2 separate regions of the Mus musculus genome follow, and region 1 is linked to region 2. The links are chromatin contacts, called in public HiChIP or PLAC-seq maps. All regions are on one chromosome and are shown on one strand. Each heading gives the region's core, a stretch centred on a gene start, on an enhancer-like site or on the middle of the called end of the contact. The rest is flanking DNA. Distances are from core to core; before and after follow the strand shown.

What was found. HiChIP or PLAC-seq counts read pairs in DNA pulled down with a chosen protein or histone mark.
Region 1: an H3K27ac HiChIP or PLAC-seq map of microglia shows a contact between it and region 2, with 5 times the contacts expected there. The contact joins the promoter of Topbp1 here to the enhancer-like site in region 2. A contact is called at or near these places in 6 of 39 promoter capture datasets (3T3-L1-derived adipocytes, the HPC-7 cell line, embryonic stem cells and 3 more), 2 of 15 datasets of contacts at CTCF or cohesin (the G1E-ER4 cell line and pro-B cells), 35 of 484 Hi-C or Micro-C datasets (ECoMG myeloid progenitors, the G1E-ER4 cell line, the HL-1 cell line and 21 more), 20 of 115 datasets of contacts at active chromatin or transcription factors (the HPC-7 cell line, the SCID.adh cell line, bone marrow-derived dendritic cells and 11 more) and 4 of 9 other capture datasets (adipose tissue, liver, macrophages and 1 more).

Annotation. Positions count from the first base shown.
Region 1 is chr9:103,302,076-103,308,172 of GRCm38.p6, forward strand. It overlaps Topbp1 (topoisomerase (DNA) II binding protein 1), which reads left to right and starts at 3,252. Exons shown (of 28, transcript NM_176979.5): 1 at 3,252-3,296; 2 at 4,022-4,112. The coding sequence starts at 4,029.
Region 2 is chr9:103,238,442-103,244,589 of GRCm38.p6, forward strand. No RefSeq gene overlaps it. Among named protein-coding and RNA genes, the nearest start is that of Trf, 11 kb to the left of the region's middle. Within about 2 kb of position 2,925, at least 18 of the 459 cell types and tissues checked have an H3K27ac peak or open chromatin away from gene starts, as enhancers often do. A contact at or near this core is called in adipose tissue, bone marrow-derived macrophages, liver and 2 more, where this site is marked.

The DNA.
Region 1 (6,097 bases), core at 2,002-4,501, 64 kb after region 2:
TGAAACAACAGACATTGAAGCCATTGTTTCTGGAATGGGAATATATCTCACTTGATGGCGCCTACTCAGCCCAGAAGAGTCCTATACTCCTCCATCTTTCCTCCATATATAGGCTCTCATGGCCATGACTCAAAAGCCTCTTAGGTTTCTCTTCTTTTTAGGACCTAGATACAATTGGCTTTTCTAACAATGTAGCCCCCTACATTTTTTGGCAAGGAAGCCACTTTTTTCTCAGAGTGTCTCCTTACACGATCTACTTAAACACAGCCGGGAACAATCTACATGTGATGTTGGCATTCTACTTTAGAGCCCTCTCCCTGGAACTCACACTGTCGGTAGGCTGTACTTTCCAGCTAGCTGAAGCTATCAGCTTTCATAGCTGCTAGGCCACTTCAAGTTAGCTCTGTAGCAATAGAGGCTGTTTGCTAAGCTCTCTTGTATTTATACATATTCACTTGAAATGCTGGGAATTTAAATATAAAACCCTTTAAGTAAAACAAACGAGCCCTTTTCAACTAAAAAAAGAAAAAAAAAAACATCAAGGTGGGTGATACCTGAGGAATAACAGCTGGGGCTGGCACCTGACTGTCATATACTTGAGCACACATGTGTACCTGCACACATGTGAACATACATAACACACGCCTCAATAAAATGTATGTTGTGGTGGGGCTGCAGAGGTGCGTCAGTGGTGAAGAGAATTTGCTACTCTTCCAGAGGACCCAAGTTTTGTTTCCATGTTAGACAGCTCCCAACTGCCTGTAACTCCAGCTCTGGAGATTTGATGCCACCTCCTGGCTTCTATGGGCATTACATTCATGTGCACAAACACACATAATCAAAGTAAAAATATACTGTGTTAAATGCATAAACATATACCATGGTCATTTATCAGATCGCCTATAGACTGCTCTGAAGGGCATTTTCTTGATTAGTGATTGATGTGGGAGGGCCCAGACCATTGTGGGTGGTGCCACCCCAGGGGAGGTGATCCTAGGTGATCTAAGAAAGCAGGCTTGAGCAAGCAGTGGGTGTAAGCCTGGTTGTCTTTGGCCTCTGCTTTAGTTCTTGCCCTGACTCTCCTCAGTCCTTGGTGACCTATCAAGTATCCTACAGATATGATGACAACTTCAGGACAGAACTGCATTTTAGACATCAACTGTGGCTTCTTTTTCACAGCTCTAATAATTTCTTCAAGGCACTGCAGGGTCTCATGTATCCCAAGATACCTCCTGCTTAGCTAGGATGCAACCAGTGTTATATGGCCCTGAAGATGGAACCCAGGGACTTTTATGCTAGGCAAGTGCTCTACCAACTGAGCTACATCCTCAGACCCTTACCTCCAATACTAAGTATTTCCCTTCTTTTCCCTAGTGGGCATTTACCTCTGCGCCAGTGTTATCGATATCCTGTAAATGAAAAAAGTTAATGATACCTTTAAAGCAGGACCATTATAATCACTACAGTGACCAGCAACCCTAAATATATTGTACTTAAAAGAATAGAGTTTGTGTTGGGCGTGGTGGCATACCTTTAATCTCAGCATTCCGGGAGGCAAAGGCAAGATCTCTTGAGTTCAAGGCCAACCTGTCCTACACAGTGAGTTCCAGGACAGCCAAGGCTATGCAGAAACTCTGTCTCAAAAAATAAAATAAAATAAAATAAAGCTGGGGGTGGCTAATAATTCAGCATTTTATCAATAATTTACCCTTAGCAACTTTTTTTTGTTTTTGTTTGTTTGTTTGTTTGTTTGTTTTTCGAGACAGGGTTTCTCTGTGTAGCCCAGACTGTCCTGGAACTCACTTTGTAGACCAGGCTGGTCTTGAACTCAGAAATCCCGCCTGCCTCTGTCTCTGCCTCCTGAGTGCTGGGATTAAAGGCGTGATCCACCACTGCCCCCGGCTACCCTTAGCAACTTTTAAGAGGTAACATAAGAATGGGGTTTTGGTTAGAACCTAAGAGTTTTCTTACTGTAGATAGGCCAGAATAGTCAGATATTACCTGGGGACAGTGAAAAATGAGAAAGGGCATGAGCTATCAAAGGTGGCAGGATCTAACTGGATTTTTACAAGGAGAACGACCAGTAGTCAGACTACAGGTTTGGCTAAGTAAAGATTCTTTGTCACAAAATGCCGGAAGTACACATCAGAAAAGAAAAAAACCAACTTCTGTAATAAACTGTGCCGGGAAAATTGGATAGCCATACATAAAAGAAGGAAACTAGATCTTAATCTCTCTTGCGTTACACAAATATCAACTCCAAATGGATTAAAGACCTTAATGTCAGAACTGAAATCCTGAAACCAAAATAGTCAAGGGCTTTCTGAATAGGGCCCTAGTTGCTCAGGATATAATACGAACAACGGACAAATGAAATGGGATTGCGTGAAGTTAAAAGGTTGTGCACAGCAAAGAAAAATTAATCAAATGAATAAGCATACAGATGGGAGAAAATCTTTGCCAATTATACACCTGATAGAGGATATCTAGAAATACTTTTTTTTGGGGGGGGGGGGGTGGAGTTTCAAGACAGGTTTCTCTATATAGTCCTGGCTGTCCTGGAACTCACTTTGTAGACCAGGCTGGCAACTCAGAAATCCGCCTGCCTCTGCCTCCCAAGTGCTGGGATTAAAGGTGTGCTCTACCACTGCTCGGCTTAGAAATACATATTTTAAAAGTCTTGAATGTGAATATAACCTAATCAATAATCTAGCGTGCCTTTCATCACCCAGTCTTCTTTCCGTTACTGTTTTTGGCTTTGGTAAGGATTGATTGTTCATCCACTTTGGGGAGTCAGACCTTGACTTTCTTAACATCCTCCCACCCACAAGCCGCTATTAGCTTCATGCGCTGCCCCGGCACCGTCAGGAGAACTCGCCACTGGACCCCCTCGCCCCACTTCTGCACGTTCTGGACTTAAGGCTGATCGGTCCGGCCGCCCGCAGGCCCTCGCCACGAACGATGAGCTGCGCCGCAGCCGAAACTGTTGCCGCAAACCCAGACCCCAGAGCATCTCGGGAAAGCGTGCCCAAGGACCGCCCTCTTCCGACCGCTCCGCTTCCCAGAGCGGGGGCCCCGATGACGCCACTTCCTCCGGAAGAGGTGTGGCGTCCGCTCGGTTGGCGCGAAAGTCGGTTCCCGGTCTTGGCCCTTCCGGGTTCTGCAGCGTTAGCTTCGGGTTGGGGGCGCCGCCGAGGGCGGGGGCTGCGCGCCGGGCTGGCGCCCGACCCCAGCCGCCGTCCTGCCGGCCGCGCGCCCCCCGACTTGGTGCCCGTGGGCCCTCGGGCTCCACCTAGGTGAGCGAGCTTCGGCTCCTCCCGGCCGGCGTGGCCGCCCGGCGCCTCTTGCGGCCTTCGCGCCTCTCCTAACCGGCGGGTGGGCCTCAGGTCCCTGGGGAGCCGCGGCCTGGACGCTCCTTTCCCTGGGAGCTGGGCCGAGCGTGCACGACCTTGCACGGTGGCTGCTTGCGTTCAGAGTTCGTTAACTTAGGAGCAAATCTTGCGGGCTGTGGGTACCCGTAGCCGCAGCGGCGCCCTGCGTCGTCTTAAGCCCCATGCAAGTGAACAGTGAGTGACTGAGGACCAAACCAAGGGTCTCAGGGGATTCAATCAGGAACGTTCATTTTGTTCTCACGTTTGCAAGGATCCGTGTCCTTTTTTTTCTTCTTCGACTTTGCCCACCTTCTGGGGCCCTTTGTAAACATCTTGAATGAATTGATGAACCAAGCCAGATAGCTATGTCTTAGGCACTCTTGTCTGCATAAGAAAATAGTTGATTTGCAGGCCGGGCGGTAGTGGCACACTCCCTTTTTTGCCAGCTTGAGTGAGGCAGAGGCCGAGCATCTCTTGAGTGCCAGGCAGACCTAGTCTACAGAGCGAATTCCAGGACTGCCAGGGCTTGTCTCAAAACTAAAAAAAAAAAAAAAAAAAACCAAAAACCCTACAAAAATAGTTGACTTGTACATTTAATTCCCTGATTGACTGACTGACTTTTGTTCTTCTTGACTGCCTTATTCTCACAGTTCAGCTATGTCCAGAAATGACCAAGAGCCGTTTCTTGTGAAGTTTTTAAAGTCTTCGGACAATTCAGAATGCTTTTTTAAAGCTCTTGAGGTAAGAATTAATGGATATGTCTTATTTGATACTTGAGCTCATTTTCATGTTTTAAATGTTTTTGCTTTGTTGGATTTTATGTCTTAGAAGTAGATAATTTTAATGAAATTTTGCTATAGCATATGCTTAATACAGATAAATCACTGCTATATAATTTTTAGTTGATGCAAGTTTACCATTATATTTTTTGGGAGGATTGAAATCTATTGTGACAATTGGATGTTAACCTACAGTTTGATCCCCTACCCCCGCCCGGTCTGTGTCTGTTTGTGTGTGTGTCTGAGCCATCTTCCCAGTCCTCTGACTTAGAGTTCCTGACTTGTTTTGTTTACTAACCCCATTGATCCTTTAAGCACTGAAAAACGGAGTCACAATGCAATAGTTTTGGTTCATTGCTTGCTCTCTCTCTTTCTCTCTGTCTCTCTCTCTCTGTCTCTCATACACACACACACACACACACACACACACACACACACACACACACATATTCATGAATGAATGAATGATGGGAGTAGTTTTGAGCTTTGCCATTCACAAACCCTAGTAATGTCCTTGTAGCTTGGGAATCTATTAGAAATGCAGAGCCTTGGGATCCCAACCCACATTTGACAATTAGAATATGCATTTTAAACAAAAGTCCCAGTGCATATTCAGGTTTGAGAAGTTAGCTGTTTTTTTTTTGTTTGTTTGTTTGTTTTGTTTTTTAAAGTTCACTCACTTAGCAATCATCAATTGAGTGTCCGTCATCTGACAGGTTTTCCTCTAGCATAATACTTGGGGTACACCAATGATCAGAACAAGCAAATATCTCTCCTCTTTCAGCATACATAGAACAGGAAATCGGTATTAATCAGGTGATAAGCAAGAAACTACACAGTATGGGGGCAGTGAAAGAGTTGAGACTGAGTCTCACAGTGTAGCCCAGACTGATCTGGAACTCTGTGCTTCTGCCTCAGTTTCCTGCATGCTGAGATTACAGGTGTGTGCCCCAAAACCTAGTACCTATGTAATGTGTTATAAGGGGTCTAGTACTGTGGGAAAATGAAAAAGAAAAAGCCAAAACAATTTAAGGTTTTCCAGAGGATGTTTGTTGGAGGAGAAAGACATGGAAGGGTTACAGCTTAAAACTGAATTTAAAAAAAAGCAAACTATTTCTCTTAAGATTATAGACTAGGGTCTTGTATAAGGTACTAGGTATCCGGATATGCTTATAAACAAAATACATCATGGAATGTTCATTTGTGTTGGTGTGTGGGGATGGTGTTTATGTGGGTGCTCTTGTGCACATGCATTCGGAATAGTATCTGCATACCACAGTACATGTGTAGATGTCAGAGGACAACTTGAAGCAGTTGGTTCTCCTTTTACCCTGAGGTTCTCAGGCTGAATGGCAGGCACTTTTACCTGATGAGCCATTTAACAGAACCAACACATTCCTTCTCACAGGGAAGAAATAAAACTATGTACATTTACAAAAAGAACCATTTTTTTTTCCTTCATAAAATGTAGTCAAGTGGTAGAGGGAGTGTAGTTAGAAAGCAGGATGACCATGGGAATATTGCTTAGTGGTAGTTGTATAGTGTGCATAAAAACCTGGTTTTAGTTCCCGGTGCTGCAAAGCAAACCCACCGTGGTATCTAGAAAGATCTAGACAGGTATCTCTAGGAAGTGACAGTGAAGCAGGCGTTATTGCAGTGAAGAACCACTTCCAATGAAAGCTTAAGAAAAGAGTAGCTCCTGTAGTAGGACCAGAAGCAGAACCGCTTAGTAGGTCATTAGTATCTTCCAGGTGTACGGTTTGGGGATGACTGGAATTAGCCAGGAAGGTGGATGTAAAGATGAGACTTGAGATAAGTGAGGGCTAAATTTTATGATTTTGTAGTCATGAAGTTGTATGGTGCTGATGCATCTTTAATCCCAGCTCTTGGGAGGCAGAGAGATCTCTATGAAATGGAGGCCAGCCTGGACTACGGAGTTAAGTTCCA
Region 2 (6,148 bases), core at 1,675-4,174:
CTGTGTATTCACCTGTATTCCTAAACACACACATACAGGCTGCCTAGCCTGTATAATGTTACTTGTGTATGTTTTCAGAGCTGGCTGAACATTTGGTATTTGATAACCAGTTGGTGTGCTCTTCCCTGGGGAAGGCTATTTCTCCTGCTCTCAGCAATCCTTGGAGCCTAGAGCTCTTTGTATAAGGTTGAGGCCTTGTGTGAGCATGTCTCTTGTTCTTGTCCTTGTTTGGCTCACTCAAGCTCGTTCTTAAGGGTGTGTACCTACACATCACCGCAATGGCTAGTCGCTATTCTCACTCCCACTTCCTACATTAAGAAGGAAAATAAACTTTAGATTTTACTTCTGGGGTTTGAAGTCCCTTTCAGATACTTTCCCTTCCTTCACATGAGAGTTTTCAAATATCCACAAAAGTGAGTCAGTAACATAGGAAACGCCCACAGACAACCCCCAGTTCCAACAATGCTCAGTGTTTTGTCTATTTTCTTTCACCCGTCTTCCCCCTTCCCCCCTCCTTTTTTTTTCTGAAGTGACAATTATCTTATTTCCCCCAGTATGCGATATATCTTTAACACACAGGAAATTTTGCATAACACTACTGACATCTATAGAAATTGATGTTGATGCTCTATTACCATCTATTTGCTACTCTCCAACATGACTTTGTTATTTCTTTGTTATTTGTGTCTGCATGTGTGCACATGTGCTCGCTTGCAAGTATGGAGGCCAGAGGACAATTTTCAGAGTTGTTCCTCTCCTTCCACTGTGGATCTTGAGGTTGGACTCAGGTTGTCAGACACAAAGGGAAGGTCTCCTAGTTGCTGAATGGTCACCAGCTCCCTTATTGCTCAGTCAATCTACAAATGTCTATGCGGGTCTAAAAGCAAATTAAACTAGGAGCTCAAAGTAGATCCTAAATGGGTTCTACATGCTACGTGAGGTCTATCGAGATCTGCATGCTACATGAGGGCTATCCCAGAGTCTCTTTTGCTCTAAAGTGATCACCTACATTTTATGCTGTTTACTTCAATAAAGTATCTGAAAGGGACTTCAAAGAAACCAGATCTTTGTCCCGCAGAATTTCCAGTGTTCCGGATTTGGCTGAGCTGTATCACGCTGGTGGGATTTAGCGTGCTCTTTTGTATTTGACAGCTATTTCTGGGGAGAGTTCCTTGACCTGGGTTTTTCTGAGATTACCTCATCATGAGACTTTGATTTCCTGATTCTGGCAACTACCTAGAAGAGGTGACATTGTATCACATGGCACAGGCTGCCATGGTGACTTGTTGCCTTGCTGTGTGGTTAACTGTTTCTTGGTGAGGGTATCTGGTAGGTTTTACCACCGAGCCCTGTTTTCAATTAGTAAGAAGTCTCCAAAGAAATACTTAGAGACTATTTCACATTTTTCTCCTAGTAGGATTTTTGCCCGCTGGTCTTAGCATTCAGTGGTGATTCTTGCCAGAATGACTTGGTCCTGCACCGATAACCAAATGTTGACACTCTGATCCTCTCATTCCCTCTAGATTCATTGATGAGCATCGTAAAGTAAGGAAAAGCCTCCCCTTCACACATTTATCTATCATTTAGATCAGTGTGGGCTCATGGGTTCCGATTTTATGCTGTAGATTATAACCCAGAACATCACTAGTCACTTTATTTGTCTCTCAAGGATAGTTGCTTTGTTTATATATACTTACTTAGTCATTTCACACCTGCATGTGTATATTTGTGAGCACCCGTGTGCTGTGGCAGTGTGTGGAGATCAGACGACAGTGTGGATTCCTGGGGCTGAGCTAGGACTATCAGGCTTAGTGGCAAGTGCATTTACCCACCAAGCCATCCCTCCAACCCTTGTCTTCTCATTATCACCCCTCTGTTGCCAGGACAGACTGTGTCCTCTAAAAAAAAAAAGCCCCATCAATCAAGTCCACCTTGTGTTTTCTCTGCACCGTCTCCGGGGTTTGTGTTTATGGAACCAAAAACTCCATGGAGACTTAATTAACCTTGTAGTGGAGAATGGTGTTCAGAAGTGCATTCTGAGAGCCTGCTGCTGAGGACTCATAGACCACAAGACTCTTCTGCACACACAGCTAGGATGCACATGTATGTGTGTGTGTTTGTGTGCACCCGCTTGTAAGTACACACATAGCTGTACCTATTTTGCATTCTGTGTGTGTGTGTGCCTTCTCACTGTTTCTGTCTTCCTCTCTGGCAACCATGAGTTCACACTGACTGACTGAGCGAGCCCCAGTTAAACCACAGTATGCATTCTAGCTTTCTTCTCTCCATCATTGCAGGGAGAGCTCAATGCAATTGAACCATAACCCACCATCTATCTAGATGTCTCCTTCCCCGTCCTATCAGTGAGAACTGGGTACTCCCATCCCCCCATCTCACTCTCCTTTCTCTTTGCTTCTGTGCATCATTATTCTCCTTATCCTCCAGGTCCCTTCACAGCCTCAGGCTCTTATGTGCTTCAGTCTCAGCCACTCCAGGAGAAGAGAAGAGAGGAGAGGAGGGGAGGGGAGGGGAGAGAAGGGGAGGGCAGGGGAAGGGAGGAGAGGAGAATGGATCCAATTTTATTGTTTTTTGTTTATTTCCAGTAAAAGGACAAGAGAAGGAGAGGGAAAGGGAGGAGAGAGAGGAAGACTATCTTTTCTCCACAGTACCCAGAGGACTGTGAAGAGCAGAGCAGAGCCTCGCAGAACCTTCCAGTGAAACAAAGCTTTGACTCCTTTCCACCCATCCAGTCATTCTGCTGCGGTCAACTAGGAGAGACCAGAGCTGTATGTGAAAGCCCAAGACTTTCATTCTGCAATGGAGGAGCTGCTAAGAAGTTCCTTTCCTAGTCCAGTACAACCCAGCCAGGCTCTACCTAACTCAAAAGCCAACTAGAGAGGCCACTGACCCCGGAATTGAGTGGACTCTGTCAAGTCTCATGTGTAAAGGAACAAAAGTCCCTGACCAAAGCGGGGCCTGCAGGAATGCAGGTCTTCTGTGGCATGCTGTTTACCAGACATCTGGACAGACCTGCAAAAGGTGAGGTTAGAGTCCAGGGTCACAGTTTAATGTCCCACAGTATGGCAGATTTGGGAAGGAAATGCAAAACAGTGACAGAGACACCACATCTGTCACAGAAACTTCTTCAGTCCCCAATTCCAGGGATTCCTCTCCCAGGGGACAAAGTAGGAAGCTTTGGCCTGGAAAGGAAGGCAGGGTATTCTGAGAACTATAAAGTAGGCCAGAGAACTAGATGGCAAAGAGTCTGGAGTTTCAAACACTGGGAGATTCTCAAATAGAGAAGTTGGCTTGCAGAAGAAGAGTCAGTCCCAGATCCTGATTTGTAGAAGGTCTTCACAGATGCCATCCTGATAGAAGAGGAACTATTCAAACATTGGAGGAAGTCCTAGCAGGAAAGACAAGATGGGGACAAGAGGTCACATCGTGGTCCTCCCTGCTAAAGGCACCCTTAAGTCTCCAGCGACTTAAGTGACTTGATCATATAAATGAAGACCTGTAGGGTAGATTATGAACTAAGCAAGTTAGTTAAGCCCCTCCCTCCTGTGGCTGCTCCTCATCCAGTAGGAGGATTGGATTAGTAATGCCTATCCTAGCCAGTTGGAGAGATTAGTAATGCCTACCCTAGCCAGCTGGAGAGATTAGTAATGCCTACCCTAGCTGACTGGAGACATGGCTAATAAGTTGGTAAAGTGCTTGCCGAGCTGACATGAAGACCAGAGTTCAGATCCCGGCACCCATATAAACAGCCAGGTGTGGCTGCTTACAGCTGTGATCCCAGCACTGGAGAGCAGAGACAGAGGGTTGTCGGGCCTCACTTGCTAGCCAGACTAGCTGAATTGGTGAACTACAAGCTCAGTGAGAGACTCTTGTTTTAAAAATATAAGGTGGAGAATGATGAGGGAGACACCCAACATTGATCTATGGCCTCTACACACATACATGTGCACAGCAGCTACATACATACATGCATACATACATACACACACACACTCACAATGTGCATGCATGTAATCCTATCACTTGGGAAGTAGAGACAGCAGAATCAAGAGTACCAACCTAGTCTTAGCTATATAACAAGTTTGAGGCTATCCTGGGATACATAAGACCCTGTTGTGTGTGCGTATGAGTGTGTGTGTGTGTGTGTGTGTGTGTGTGTGTGTGTGTGTTTTGCCTAGTTAATAGAGGATCTAAATTAGTGAGGTGTCTGATATGGGTACTAGAAAATGAACTAAGGTCCTCTGGAATCTTAATCACTGAGCCATCTCTCCAACCCCGTTTTATTCTTATTTTTAATTATATGGTAGAGGCAGAGGGTTTTCATGTGAGCTAAGGCAACCACAGAGGTCAGAGGTGCCAGATCTCAGGATATGTTAATAATTGACCTAATACAGTGTTGATATATTGCTATTTTTTAAAAATTTTGTCTATAATCTGACCAATATTCAGCACCCCCCCCCTTAAGTCCTTTAGGTACAGTCTTCAGAACTTAGCTCCTCAGGTCCAATTTCTTGTTTTGGTGGTTATTTTTATTATTGTTAGGGTTTTTTTGCTTGTTTTTTGAGACAGGTTCTTAGTATGTATCCCTGGCTAGCCTGTACCTCACTTCGTAGACTAGGATGGCATTAAACTCACAACCACTCAACTACTTCTTCCTCCTGAGTACTCACCTCTCAGGTTCCATTTTATCGGGGAACCTTTTAAAAGGTGCTGATCAATAGATCCTAGGCAGTGCACGCTAGAAGACTTAGCTAGGAGTTGTTTGTGTGTCTGTATACAAATTACTGGTGACCTCCATCTATACATCTAACCTGGGCTGAGTACCATCTTGTGCCATCCAAGGAGTAATAAAACATATAAAGACTCTACTTCAATCCTAGGCCACAAAACAAGGTATCTAAAAACAGGCAAGCTTTTTACTCTTAAGCCCCACTATCCCATTAGTGATAGAAATGCAAATATCTTCCCTGTTATGACAGCTACTGACCTTGCTAGTGAGATGCTGGCTCTGAGCTGACAGGTGGCAATCATGATCCCCTCCATTACTACTGGGCCTGTCAGCAAGACACAGGTAGGGAGAGAGCATCTACTATAACAACCTCACTTCACAGATTAAAAAAAACAAAAAACAGAAAACTGGAGCCAGGCAGTGGATATAGCTGGTCCACTGCCCAGTAGAGCAAGGACACAGGAGCCTAGAACTGGGCTGGTGCCCTGAGATGTCCCCTTTGTCTTGTTCCTGGAAAGTACCTCTCATTTCCCCCAGGTTTATTTCAGAATTTAATTCTCCCTGTTAGTTCGTCAAGAGATGTTAAGACTCGGACTTTCAGGTGGACTCATAGGCAGGTGACCAGATAAACTGAGCAGAGTCCAAGGCTCCCAGGGCCAAGGCAAACAGAACACTGGCCCCTCTGCTGTTCCTACAGCCTATGCTGTTGTTGAATGTCCCTACTTGCCATGGAAAAAGAGGACCGAAGTCCACCTTCCTTCCCGGCTTGTCCAAATTAAGCCTCTGACCTGTACAAATTCCCAGACATACAAGCCATCAGTGTCAACTGTTGGTTTCTTCAACTAAATGGCCTTATCCTTTTTAGTTGTCAGGAATGTTACTCATGGACAAATCTTTAATCACTATATAACTACTCTGTATGCGCAATTTAACAAAACCTACCAGCCTTTCAGCTTAGCACCTAAAATGAACTAACAAGCCCCTATTCCCATTCTCCTCCATGAGGAAGGAAGGGAGAAGTCTCGGGAGACCCACTGAATTTGAGACACAGATGCCAGAAGCTATATACAAAGGTGTGTGTGTGTGTGTGTGTGTGTGTGTGTGTGTGTGTGTGTGTCTGTCTGTCTGTCTGTCTGTCTGTCTGCATGAGTGTGGGTGTGTGTGAGACAAAGGTGAGCCTCAGATTTTAGTAATCCTCGATAGGATCCATCAATTGGTATTCAATATGTCAAAAATCTCCACTGCTTTTACCAAGATCTTAGGTTTGGGAGAAGTTGAAGACACTCGACAGTGGTTCCCAGTGCCAATAAAAGACACCAGTGAAGCCTGGCGTGGTGGCGCATGCCTTTAATCCCAGCACTCGGGAGGCAGAGGCAGGCAGATTTCTGAGTTCGAGGCCAG